2 separate regions of the Zea mays genome follow, and region 2 is linked to region 1. Evidence: chromatin contacts called from public Hi-C data. All regions are on one chromosome and are shown on one strand. The core of a region is the stretch at or near the end of the contact, and the rest is flanking DNA. Distances in the headings are between cores, read along the strand shown.

Evidence for each region. A called contact is a pair of places that touch in the nucleus more often than the background predicts.
Region 2: a Hi-C map of leaf shows a contact between it and region 1, with 6 times the contacts expected there. The contact joins the promoter of LOC542179 here to the enhancer-like site in region 1. A contact is called at or near these places in 3 of 25 Hi-C or Micro-C datasets (bundle sheath, ear and leaf).

What each region holds. Positions count from the first base shown.
Region 1 is chr5:42,014,915-42,017,614 of Zm-B73-REFERENCE-NAM-5.0, forward strand. No RefSeq gene overlaps it. Among protein-coding and RNA genes, the nearest start is that of LOC100216995, 34 kb to the right of the region's middle. Within about 2 kb of position 1,262, at least 10 of the 20 cell types and tissues checked have an H3K27ac peak or open chromatin away from gene starts, as enhancers often do. A contact at or near this core is called in bundle sheath and leaf, where this site is marked.
Region 2 is chr5:42,244,698-42,247,397 of Zm-B73-REFERENCE-NAM-5.0, forward strand. LOC542179 (U1 snRNP) reads right to left here and starts at 1,409. Exons shown (of 10, transcript NM_001358412.1): 1 at 1,230-1,409; 2 at 1,021-1,135; 3 at 853-932; 4 at 239-314; 5 at 89-153. The coding sequence starts at 1,328.

The sequences.
Region 1 (2,700 bases), core at 12-2,511:
AATACTGTTAAATCCTGTTTTTGAGGACCTTCGGATGCCGAAGGTCCCCAACACTAGCCTCCTGGGACTAGTAATTGTATCACATTTGAGTCTAAAAGGATCGGGACGCTTCACGGCGCCAGGCGGCGAGGGCAGCGAGAGCGTAGGCCTGCCCCCGGCTGTGGCATCAGCGGCAGCGCCAACGACGTCGTCAAGCTCCATGTTCTTGTATGGCTCCTTGCACCCGGGGCAGATGGCACCAGCGTTCTTGACGGCGTCGGCGAAGCACTCGGCGCAGATTTTGAAGTCGCACTCATAGGGGAGGATGTCGTCAACACGCTCGTCGCTCATGACATTGGCGTCGCAGCCGTTGACGGCGCAGGAGGAGCCCCTGGCCCCCGCCATCTGTGGGCGGCTGGCCTCTGAGTCGATGACCTTGTCCATGAGGTGCGCGCGCGTGATACTGTTGAAGCCGCCCGTGAAGAGGGAGTTGGAGACGTACTGCTCCTCCACGCGGGCGGAGATGGCCGGGTCCATGGGCTGGTTGTCGGGCGTGGCCGGGATTTGGACGTGGTAGCTGGCGAACTGCTCGTCGCGGTCGGGGGACATGTCGATGCCGGCAGCGCCGCGCTCGCTGTCGAGGTCGTCGCGGGCGGGAGGAGACATTCACGACGAGGACTCACTTGATTGACGGGTGACGGAGGCAGAACCACGACGCACGGTATGAATGCCTACACACCGTGTTTATAGAGTAGTAGAGATTTAAGTTGGACGAGCGCCTGCTTGACGATGCCGTAGTCGTAGGCGTCAGGGGCTCATGGCACGTGCTTTCGTAGTAGTTCTAGCACAACTCCGCAGTTACTCCGAATGAGTAGGAGATGAAGCTATTTGTAGTCGGCGGCAAACTCAAACGAGACACCAGAACGCAGGCAGGGGCGCCACGCGTCCCTGATCTATTGGCGCATCCATCCAATCGAAGTACTGTTGCTCGCATGATTGGTGAGAAGAACAGGTCAAAATGTTTCCTTTCACGGTTTACACACTCTCTCTATATATAAATAAAATAAAAGAGGAAATGCCCAATTGCATTTACGTTGTGGAGATATGTAATATTAAGTGGATAGAAGTGTTTCAACAATTGTCAAAATTGCTTGACCGCTCGATCAATCATGCATGTACGTTGATTGCTGCTCAACAGATACCAAAGTTTGCCCCCTGCAAGAGGTTCGTTTTCCATGATGGCGACGCACCGAGGCACCGACGATACCATAGGTGGGTGGACGGCATGTGCTTCATGTACCTACCAGTCAGCGCACGTATTCATTGGTGTCCTCATCGTTCGTTCTCCATCTCATCAATTCGCTATTGGTTTTTTTTATTTTTTTTGAAGTAAAGGGCTATTGGTTTTTTTATCAATGCCTATATATACGTTGATAGAGAGAGGCTACCAGATAGACAAAAATAAATTTAAAAATCAAATGGAATTATTCAAATTTTGGAAGAGCGTAAAATGGGGTTTCAGTGATGGATATAATGCCTGGTTAGACAACCATGCCTACATGATATATAGTCAAGAGTTTTTAAACCTTCTGGACTTGTTTGGTTGCACGAGGATTGAGAGACATATAATCCCGCCAAGTATCTAAATCCTATGACCAGGTGGTGAAAATTAATCACTAGGCTATAGAGCAATCGACAATGATGCTCCAATAAGGATTGATTGTTCTAGAATAATCGATATGTCCCAAATTAAGTATTGCTACGAGATTCGTGTTTGTCAAACTTTCTTAAGTTTAACTAAATTTATATAGAATGCAATTACATTATATCTCTAAATTTGTTTATTATAAAAGTGTATTTAGTGGCATATCTAGTGCTACCTATTATACACTAAATATTCAGCGACGTATCTAGTAATACCAGTTGTACACTATACATATCAATATATTCTCATATATTTGATCAAAGTTAAAAATATTTGAAAAATGAAAATGACACTTTTATGGAACTTTATAGAACGGAGGGAGTCGTGTGCAAGATAAGTAACCAATGGCTATGTCCTGTTACCTTCTGTTGGACACCTGTTTTGAGCCCTCAGGGGACTAAAACACGGAAACACAGTTAGAAGTAAAAGTCTTCGTCCATGCAATCTATTTATGAGATAGATTAAATGAAGAGTATTATTGCAATAAAAAAGCCTCCAAATAAAAGAATAGAAGTACTCTAGACAAGTTATTACTATACATTTTCTTTATTATTTGTTCTTGATTACAAATTATTACAAATATACATTCGGGGTTGAGATAACGATAGGAAGGTAAAGAAATCATAGCTTCGTAGGTAGAGCGATCCAGATCTCTCCCACCATGACCTATGTTTGTATGCCATTGTACCTCTATTTATACTATTGAGTTAGTGTACAACTTCGTATAAAATTACAGTCATGCCCTCAACCCTATACATATGAACTACAAGATCAACTAAGGATATTATCGTCTTTTCCTAAGCAAACGTGTTGATCAAGCTTCCAGGTTCTCTTCCCATTCTTCTTTGTTGATATGTTGACACACATCTTATTCAGGGAGCCAAAGTTGTTAGCTTCGCCCTTGTGCGTGTGTGCCACGTCGGAACGAAGGGTTCTAGACGACGACGCATCTCATTGCCCCTTTAGAACACCTGAAACAAGCTTAGAAACAACTGCAATTCCATGTTTTGAAGAGC
Region 2 (2,700 bases), core at 159-2,658, 230 kb after region 1:
TTTACAAAGATAACTTGCCATCAAATTCTCATCAGTAAGGACTAAGGAATGTGCCAAACTGCCAATAATTTCAGGCAAAATTACTTACAAGTCTAGCAACAAAGAGTGTTTTGTATGGATCTCCAGTAGCATTGGGGTCACTTTGTGGGTCATCTGCATAAAACCAAATCAGAACAATGATGTTATTACAACCATAACTTTAAAATAATTGGGGTGACACCATGCCCTAAGGACGTACACTTCTGAAGCTCTTCAGCAACCTTAGCTGCGCCTTGCTCGAGCTTATTATTGCGAATTCTAGCCTTCTTCTCTGCCTGCATATATAGAGCATATATATAATAATCAGGTGCAGGATAAAATAAAATAGTAAAGGGTAGAACAATGCTAAGATATGCCCCAAAATTGAGTAAGATATGATCCAATGCATTATTAAGAGAGAGAGAATTTGTGCAGTTCAAGAATGATTTAGGCCCATGTGATCTCAGCAGAAAGAAATGTGACAATGCCTTCACACAGTTGAATGCATGATATCATCTCAAAACATTGAAAATCCAGAACATAGTCAAACCATGCATGCTTTTGTAGCAGAAGCAACTACTAAAGTTGACCAGAAATGCCCAAAATATCATGCGCTCAGTAGATATCGTGTGCTACAAGCAGGTTTCGGAAGCTACTGTTCTAACAATATGTAATTCTTTACGAAAAATACTTGGCACACCATCCAGTTGCACACTAGCACTGTGGTGTAATTCGACTACCTCAGAAACCAAGTCACAAAGTCTGATTAGAGAACGTTGTACAGATATGATAGCAGGCAAACCTATGACACTCAGCATATAGACAAAAACATACCCTGGTCTCACACTTGGGTACTGGCGGAGCATACTCTGGATCCTCGGGCTCAGCAAAGTGCGACACAAATTGTGCCATCCCTGCATCCAAATCAGTAGCCACACCAAACAATCGGTGAGCAAACCCTTGAAAACATCTACTAGACAATCCCAAAATCCGTCGACTCACCGGTGTAGGCCGGCAATTTGCGCTTCTCCAGCGGGGGCTTGTACTCGAGCGGTGGACGCGGTTCGAAGAGCTTAAGCAGGTTGGGCGTGAGCCCCGTCGGGTGGATCTGCCCCATCTGCGAGCGAGGTGAAACCAAACCACGGATCAGAGACGAATCAGGCAGCTAGGGTTAGGGTTTAGCAGGGGAGACGAGGGGATCGGTGGCTTACGAGCTTGAGCTGCTGGACGTTAGGGCGCTGGCCCTGGCCCCTGGGGCGGGAGTCCGGGTTGCCCCGCATCTGCCCCCCGCCGTGGCCATAGTCACCCATCGTCGACGCCGGCGAAGGAGGAGGCGGCGGCTGGAGAGGTGCGAAGCGAGGTGGGGAGAGATGTGTCTCCCCCCTGTAGTCTTTGTTGCGGTCGAGGCGGCCCAGCAACGAACGCACGGGACTAGGTCAAGACCGTGAAGTGGCCCACGCGGCAGGGTCCCGACACAACGGACACGAAACGGATGGTTGTTTGGACGTCTGCTCCCTGACTTGTTTTCGGTGCCGCGCTTGCCCGAGTTTCATTGCTAGATTAGATAGTTTTGGCTAGCCATATATGTGGCAATCTATGAGGCATGTTTGGTTCAGCTTTTTTCTGACCAACTTGAAAATCTGGCTATGGGGAGAATGTGGCTGTGGGAAGTATCTGAGTATCATTACGATTACGTGTGGAGAAAGATAAAGTTGTTCATAGGGCTCAGGATCTAGAAAGTGACGGATTCCTACTATTACAACGACTCAACCGATTATGTGTTTAGGTTGATTTTAGATGGTTTTTGCCCCAACGAATTCTATAGAAGCTGGCTGAAAAGCTGAGCGTTTGGCAGTCCGCAATAGCTTTTGGTGGCCAGAAGCTGCCAGAAGCCGAAACAAATAGGGGCATGCTAAGATCTTTCTCCTATTATACTGGTTTCATTCGTAAATGGTTTATAAAAGTGTGGTAAAATTTTCTTACACATGATAATTTGTAGTGGAGAATTTTAGCGTCCAGAAGTTTCCAGTCTCTACTACTCTATAAGGACTGAGCGTGGACATCCACACTGAGTACACCATGCCCCCGCCTCCGTGGCTACCGCGCTCCCCACCCACACATAGGTCCGTGACCGCCACGCTCCCACCACCCAGATGCGCACGCTACCCCCCACCCCCACACGTCGTCGTCGCGCAAGTGTCCTTCTACCCGGCACTCATCGCGGTGCCGCGCGATGGAAGACCTCGACGTGCTTATGGGCTTGAGGCCGCCTGTCGTGAAAGACCCCGCCTCGCTGTCGCCAATGAACTCGAGGCCGCCTGGCGTCTCCTTTGAGCTTGTCCTACTCGGCGATGGTACAACTCCCTCCTCCCTTTTGATCCCCAACCTAAGCCTTTTCTGAAAGGGAAATGAGATTAATCATTTCCCATAATTGATTTTGGTGTTTGATGTCCATCACAAACCACGTGGACTAACTAGTTTGCCTAATTGTTATTTATCTCAGGTGCTTAAAAATCAACACAAACCAACAAAGAAAATAAGTTATGAACTCAACAAAGTTTAGAGCAAAGACAAGCATTAGTGCTGATAGTGGCGCACCGGACACTGTCCGGTGCCCAGGCCAAGGCACTCGCGAACTGGCCGCTCTCGGGATTCTTTGGGAGTTGCTCCGCTATAATTCAC